2 separate regions of the Mus musculus genome follow, and region 2 is linked to region 1. The links are chromatin contacts, called in public HiChIP or PLAC-seq maps. All regions are on one chromosome and are shown on one strand. Each heading gives the region's core, a stretch centred on a gene start, on an enhancer-like site or on the middle of the called end of the contact. The rest is flanking DNA. Distances are from core to core; before and after follow the strand shown. Region 1 has its middle 190 kb from the start of Gm39242. Region 2 has its middle 22 kb from the start of Gm42043.

Region 1 (2,967 bases), core at 348-2,847:
AAGAATTTAGAAGTCTGGCATTGGGCTGGTGAGATGGCTCAGTGGGTAAGAGCACCCGAAGGTCCAGAGTTCAAATCCCAGCAACCACATGGTGGCTCACAACCATCTGTAATGAGATCTATATCAGTGAGCAACTGTGGAGAGCTGTGCTGAGAGGGCCCTGTGATAGCCTCGTGGGCTGTTCCAGAATGTTCTCTGTTCCATTCAGCGATCTATCCACACCCTCCTACAATTTGAGTTCCTCATCGAGCCTCATCCGAATTTAGTTTTCCTAGAGTCTGATGGAAGACTGGAGCCACCCAGTTGAATCACTTTCTTGGGGCCTTTGACCTAAAGAGATTACATTTCATTGGGTAGGTAGGTGAGCACTATATGATCAGCCTGCCGTCACAGGACAAAAATCATATTTTTATGTGATGTTGCTGCGTTAAAAGGGCCAATCTTGTGTCATGTAACATGTGAATAATGGCCATAGCTTGTGATGTCAAAATTTTCCACGCGCCTCATAAATAAATCTAGCCACACCCCCATCCCCCGCCCCCCCACCCCCACCCCCCAGCCACTACCCCAAGGCTCTCCAGTTTGGAACCTCGGTTTGCATCACAGATTAAGCATGCTTTTGGAGTCAAGGTTAAAGGTACAGTATCCGCTTTCAAAAGCCACATGTCAGTGTCTGCTGAAGATAATAAATAACATTGGGAACAGGCTCCCACTTGCCAAGGCTCCCCCTCCTCTTCTTTCTCCCTGTTCCTCTCTTTCTCTCTAACTTTGCCAAAGGTCTGATCCCTTTGGGGGTGGGGGGAAACCAACAAAGATGCTATATTTAGGCCAAGATTTGATGATATGTTCTTTAAAAAAAAAATTACTTAAGATCCCTTGGGGGGGTGGGGGAAACATCACACAGCCACCTTATCCAGTGGTCCTCAAGAGTGAAGAAGCCAGACAGCATGACAACTACAATTAGTATTTCCTCAGAGCCCAGCGCTGTGGTTTTAGTCACCAGAACTGTGCTTTTATTTCGGCCATTTGGTCTGCATGGGAACCTGAAATACGAAACCTGAAATATGGACATACGGACGGCCTTTGCTGAGGAGTGGCTGGCTGCTCTGTCCTTGTACTAGAGTGACCAGCCCAAGTAGCTTCAGCAATTAGTTCCCATCCCTGGGTCTCATTCCCTGGGCCTTGCTTTGGAGAGAGAAGTAAAGGCACGGAGGAGATTTTCTGCAAATTCCACATTTGCCAGGCTACCCCCTTGCCTCCAAGAAAGAATTTGTTGTTGTTGTTGTTTTTCCAGTTCACAGTGAATGAGGAGAACCAGGGCATAGAGGGCAGGAGTTTGGCTGAACATCCCTGGAAGCTCAGCTTCCACCCTCACCCCGTCCCCACCCCTGCCCCCACCCCCTCAGCTGCACCCCTCCGTCTCTCGCTTCCCCTTCGCACTTCACAGACAAAGGCAGCATCTTCTCAGATAATGCCGCGTGTGTCAGAAGTGAACATTCTGGGAATGTGCGGGTCACCTGGTCTGTGTAACAGACGCCAACCCCAAACCATACAGAAGTCGCTACATCTGTTTTGGCTTTGTTCGCAGCGCCGAGGGGCGGGGGGTGCACTCCATGGTCAAGGGCCAAACTACATGTCATATTTCATTACCTTCATTAGCTACTACACAGAGGGCTGCATTCACAGGAAAGGTTGGCATTAACTCTTGAGCCGCCAGCCTTTTCCAAGGCGGGCTTTCGCCTTCATCCACGGTCCACAGTTCTCCATCCCTCCGTGCTGTGGGCGCTGATTGAACTAAACTGTAAATCAGCCTGTAGCGCCACGATTTCGCCCTTTTAACTTAAAGGAGGCGAGCTACTGTTTTCTCCTAGGTAGCTACTTCCAGGCTGGCGGAACATCTGGATCCCATTAGGGGGAATGCTAGTGTAAACCCAGTGGGGGAAAGGCATATTTAGAATTAATAAAACTTTCTTCTCTGAGTTTGTCCACAGTTGTCCTTTTCTTTTTCCACCGCACATTACTCCTGTGATTTAGGGGGACCAGCTCCTTTTTCCATTTCAGTGTTGAGATAAGATCACGTTTATTGCCGCCCAGATATTTCCGTGGGATTTTTCTTGGCGTGCTTATTGAGATGGCACTGTGCTCACATGGTCACCCCCTGTTCTCCTCCAGGAAAGAGAAGCCTTCCCCCCCCCCATATTGATGTTACATTTCTTGAGGCCCCCTTTAATGGCCTGAAATAAAGGTGGGTACATAGATAGAGCAGATCTTGAGTATCTATGGCTATGAAAGCCATCTGCTTTTGTGATGCCGGTGGGATATATCACGATGCCACTCAAAATCACCTGCAGGCAGCACATGCTATTATTTAATATTATGAAGAATGGCCCATTGGCCGACATAGGTCAGCACACACCTGGATGGTGGTATTAGGGAGCCTGGAATTTTGGTTTTTTTTTTATGTGGGCCCTGCCACTGATTTATCGCCTGGCATTTGTCCATCTGTAAACGAGATGGTTTGCAAGCTAAATGCATGCTGATCACATTACCAGGGTTCTGGGAGCTCCAGTGACTGCCTGCCTGGTGCTTTGAAAGCCTCCCCCGCCCTCCCAAGCGCCCCCCTCTCCCGCCACTAAAGACAATGATTTAGAATCTCACACTGTTTAGAGCACCTACCTACTCTTTTGTTCTCACTAACTGGTACTTGCAAGATGCGAGCAAGGCGTTCCCAAGCATGATCTGCACACCACCAGAGTGGGCTTTGTTGAAAGTATGAATCCCCAGGAAGGGAAGATCGCTCAGTGAGTAAGAATACTTGCTGTCTGAGCATGAGGGCCTTAGTTTAGATATCCAGCATTTGTGTAAGAAGCTGGGATATGGCTACACATGCCTCTAACCTTAGTGCTGGTGTGTGTGTGCCCATGCGCTTGTCTACACACAGAAGGTTCATTTCTGGGGCTTGGCAGT
Region 2 (2,967 bases), core at 302-2,801, 640 kb after region 1:
TGTAAATATATGTATACGTGTGTGTATATATATATATGGATTGAGATACTTGTACATTTATAGCCATAGCAGCAATATTACAATAGCTAAATTGTAGAAACAGCCCAAGTGACCACAGTTAATGAATGGATAAGCAAAATGTATATATACACTGGGACATTAATTAGCATAAAAAGAATTAGTTCACTTACATGCTCTAACAAGGATAAACCCTTGTAAACATTACCCTCAGCGAAATATGCCAGGCACAATAGGAAAAATATTGTACAGTATCGTTTATATGAGCTGTCAAGAAGAACAAATCTGCAGAGAGAAAGTGGATTAGAGGTTTCCAGGGACAGGGGCTGAGGTAGAGGAGGAGGCGGGAGGGATGGATTGCTTAATGAAGACAGAGTTTCTGTTTACGGTAATGAAAAAACTTTAGAAACAGAATATAGTAATAGTTGCCTAACATCGTGGATGTGATTAATGAGCTGGAAGTCCACGCTTAAAAGTCACTAATATGAGAGGCCAAGGAGATGGCTTAGCAAGTAAAAGTGTTAGGACCAAGTTTGATCCCTGGAGCCCAGGTAGAACCCCAGCTGCAGAGGTGCACATCTGTAATCCCAGCATTCCTCTGACATGGTGGGATTCGACTCGGCAGAGACAGGAGAACCAGCCACAAGCTTGCAGGTCAGCTAGTCTGTGGTATGTGTCCTAGAAGCAGAACCAAGAGAGCCCCTGCCTCAAACAAAGGAGAAGGAGAGAGCCGGTCCCTGAACGTTGGCCAGGCAAAGCCATTGAAAAAGATTGTGAAAGCTGGAAGTGGGGAAAGAAACAGAAAGTAGGAAAAAACAAAAACAAAAGCAAAAACACACAAACAAAAAACCCCACCAGTCCCTGGGGCTTTTAGGTCCCAAGCACTCCAGAGAGCATATAACCTGTTCCTCTCTTCCTGCGTGGGCTCCTCTATGGATGTGGGAGTCTGTTGATAATGCATACCCATGGCTATGTTTTGAGATCTTATCATCAATGTTTGGGCCAAAGGTGCCAGCTTTGTTTGGCTGATGCCCTTCTGGGCCAACACAGCTGATGGGGGATGAGATCTAGAGGCAAGTTCAATTGCAGACAGACCTTGCTCCTGCCTTTAGGAAGCAAGTTAAGGCGATGTCACCTGTTCTGCCATTTCCCCGCTTGACTCCTCCCACCATCCTGTCTCCTCTGCCTTCTGCTACTTACTGATGGCTTAGCAGGTAAAAGGGTTACTAGGAGTTCTGTGTCCATTGTTTTAGGAAAGTAAAGGGATGGATGGTAGAGAGTGTGAGAGGATGAGAGTCTTCGAAACCCAACCAATCCTCAACTCTCAGCTCCTGCTTGCTGTTGTGGGGGTCGTGGGGGGAAGGGGGGCGGTGAAGTCTACTTTTCTGGAACCATTTTAGGGAACCCAAAGCTGACACAGGCAGCAGAAGCAGGCAGCCAGGAGGGCAATAAAGAAGTTTCCAGATCCGCAGGGGACTGTAAGCACATTCCCCAACCAGGTGGTAGGAGTAGGGCTAGAGTCAAATCCAACCTTCTTGGCTAAGGGCCAACATCTCCAGGCCTCCTCCTGCTCTACGGCCCCCTTCCCGTCATCTTCCCAACCAGAAGCTTGTTAACTGTTTTTCCTGGGCTCTTATTCCAATTTCGAGGCCCCCTCTGTGTGTTAAACTTCAAAGAAACTTTGTCGCCCCGAGTGCGGTGTTATATAACACGTTGGACACTCCAAATGGTTCTGTTGAAAGGGGTTTGTTCAAATGAAGGGGCCTGGACACACTGTTATTTCCCACCCCCTTTGGTCCAATAAAATTGCCTTGGTGTCTGGATTAAGTTGCTGAGTATCAATCCTGAAAATTTTAAAGATGAAAAACAGAACCGCCTTCACCAATCGTTAAAAATGTAGAATGATTACAAAATGGCACCTGGCCAATATTTATGAATCATTGAATATGATCATAAAATCATAAAAAATAATCGCCAAAAGGTAAATAAATTACCCGGCTTACTGCTTATTTTCACGTAGGGCCTAACACAAAAGCTGCAGCCATGAATGATTTATGCCTGTTTTAACAATAATACTCATTTTACTGAAAGATGGTCAGCACTTGGGCTGCTGTGGGCAACCTGCCAGTTGTCGAAAGGTTGATGTTTCAGCAACAATACATTAAATTATGAATAATACTGGTCCCAAAATGGAAGGTTATTAGCTCAGTATGCTTAATTAGCCCAGCTAGAACTTGGCTATCAAGTAGCACTGCCCATTTCCAGAGCTGGAGCTATGATGGGGGGTTGGGGGGGGAATGCTAATGGTTCAGAGGGAGGGAGGTGGCGTGTGGGCGTGTCTTTGACTTTCTTCTCATCCGTGAACATTAGCAGAGGAGTCATCGGAAGCTGGGTTTGGGGATTTTGAACCTTCCTGTGGTGTAGCTTGCAAATACTTCTTAGAGGGAATGAGAAAAGATTGTCAGGGAGGAGCTTGTCAGTCTTGTGGCCCCCCAGCTATGATCTCACAGCTCAGTTCTTGGTTGCTGCTAAGCCTGGGTTCTGCCAACAATCACATCACTTACCACGTGCTGGTGGGCAGACCGTCAACCTCCTTCCCAGCAGGGATTTTATTGAAGAGTTAGGAGGATACAAATGAGGTGACAGAATGAGCAGCCACCAAGTTAACCAACAGTGCCATTTTGCATCAATTACAGTTCGGTGAAGGACCAGTTTAAAATGTCCACCCTTGGCCTGGACTTGGGCTATGAATTCTTAAATCAAGCTTCTGTTTGTTCTGTCTTTCTTTTCGGAGATGGAACCTTATGTATCCCAAGCTAGCACCAAACTTGCTGTTGCTATGTCACCAAAGGTGACCTGGAACTTCTGCTCCTCCTTTCTCTGCCCCGCTGCGCACCCCGCCCCCCCATGCTGGGGTTACAGGCACATGCCATTACGCCTGTTTGGGAT

What was found. HiChIP or PLAC-seq counts read pairs in DNA pulled down with a chosen protein or histone mark.
Region 2: a contact with region 1 is called in an H3K4me3 HiChIP or PLAC-seq map of embryonic limb bud, with 4 times the contacts expected there. The contact joins two enhancer-like sites. A contact is called at or near these places in 1 of 115 datasets of contacts at active chromatin or transcription factors (embryonic limb bud) and 1 of 9 other capture datasets (embryonic trunk).

Annotation. Positions count from the first base shown.
Region 1 is chr8:108,026,099-108,029,065 of GRCm38.p6, forward strand. No RefSeq gene overlaps it. Among named protein-coding and RNA genes, the nearest start is that of Gm39242, 190 kb to the left of the region's middle. Within about 2 kb of position 1,598, at least 36 of the 459 cell types and tissues checked have an H3K27ac peak or open chromatin away from gene starts, as enhancers often do. A contact at or near this core is called in embryonic limb bud, where this site is marked.
Region 2 is chr8:108,670,565-108,673,531 of GRCm38.p6, forward strand. It overlaps a transcript of Zfhx3 not described here. Among named protein-coding and RNA genes, the nearest start is that of Gm42043, 22 kb to the right of the region's middle. Within about 2 kb of position 1,552, at least 10 of the 459 cell types and tissues checked have an H3K27ac peak or open chromatin away from gene starts, as enhancers often do. A contact at or near this core is called in embryonic limb bud, where this site is marked.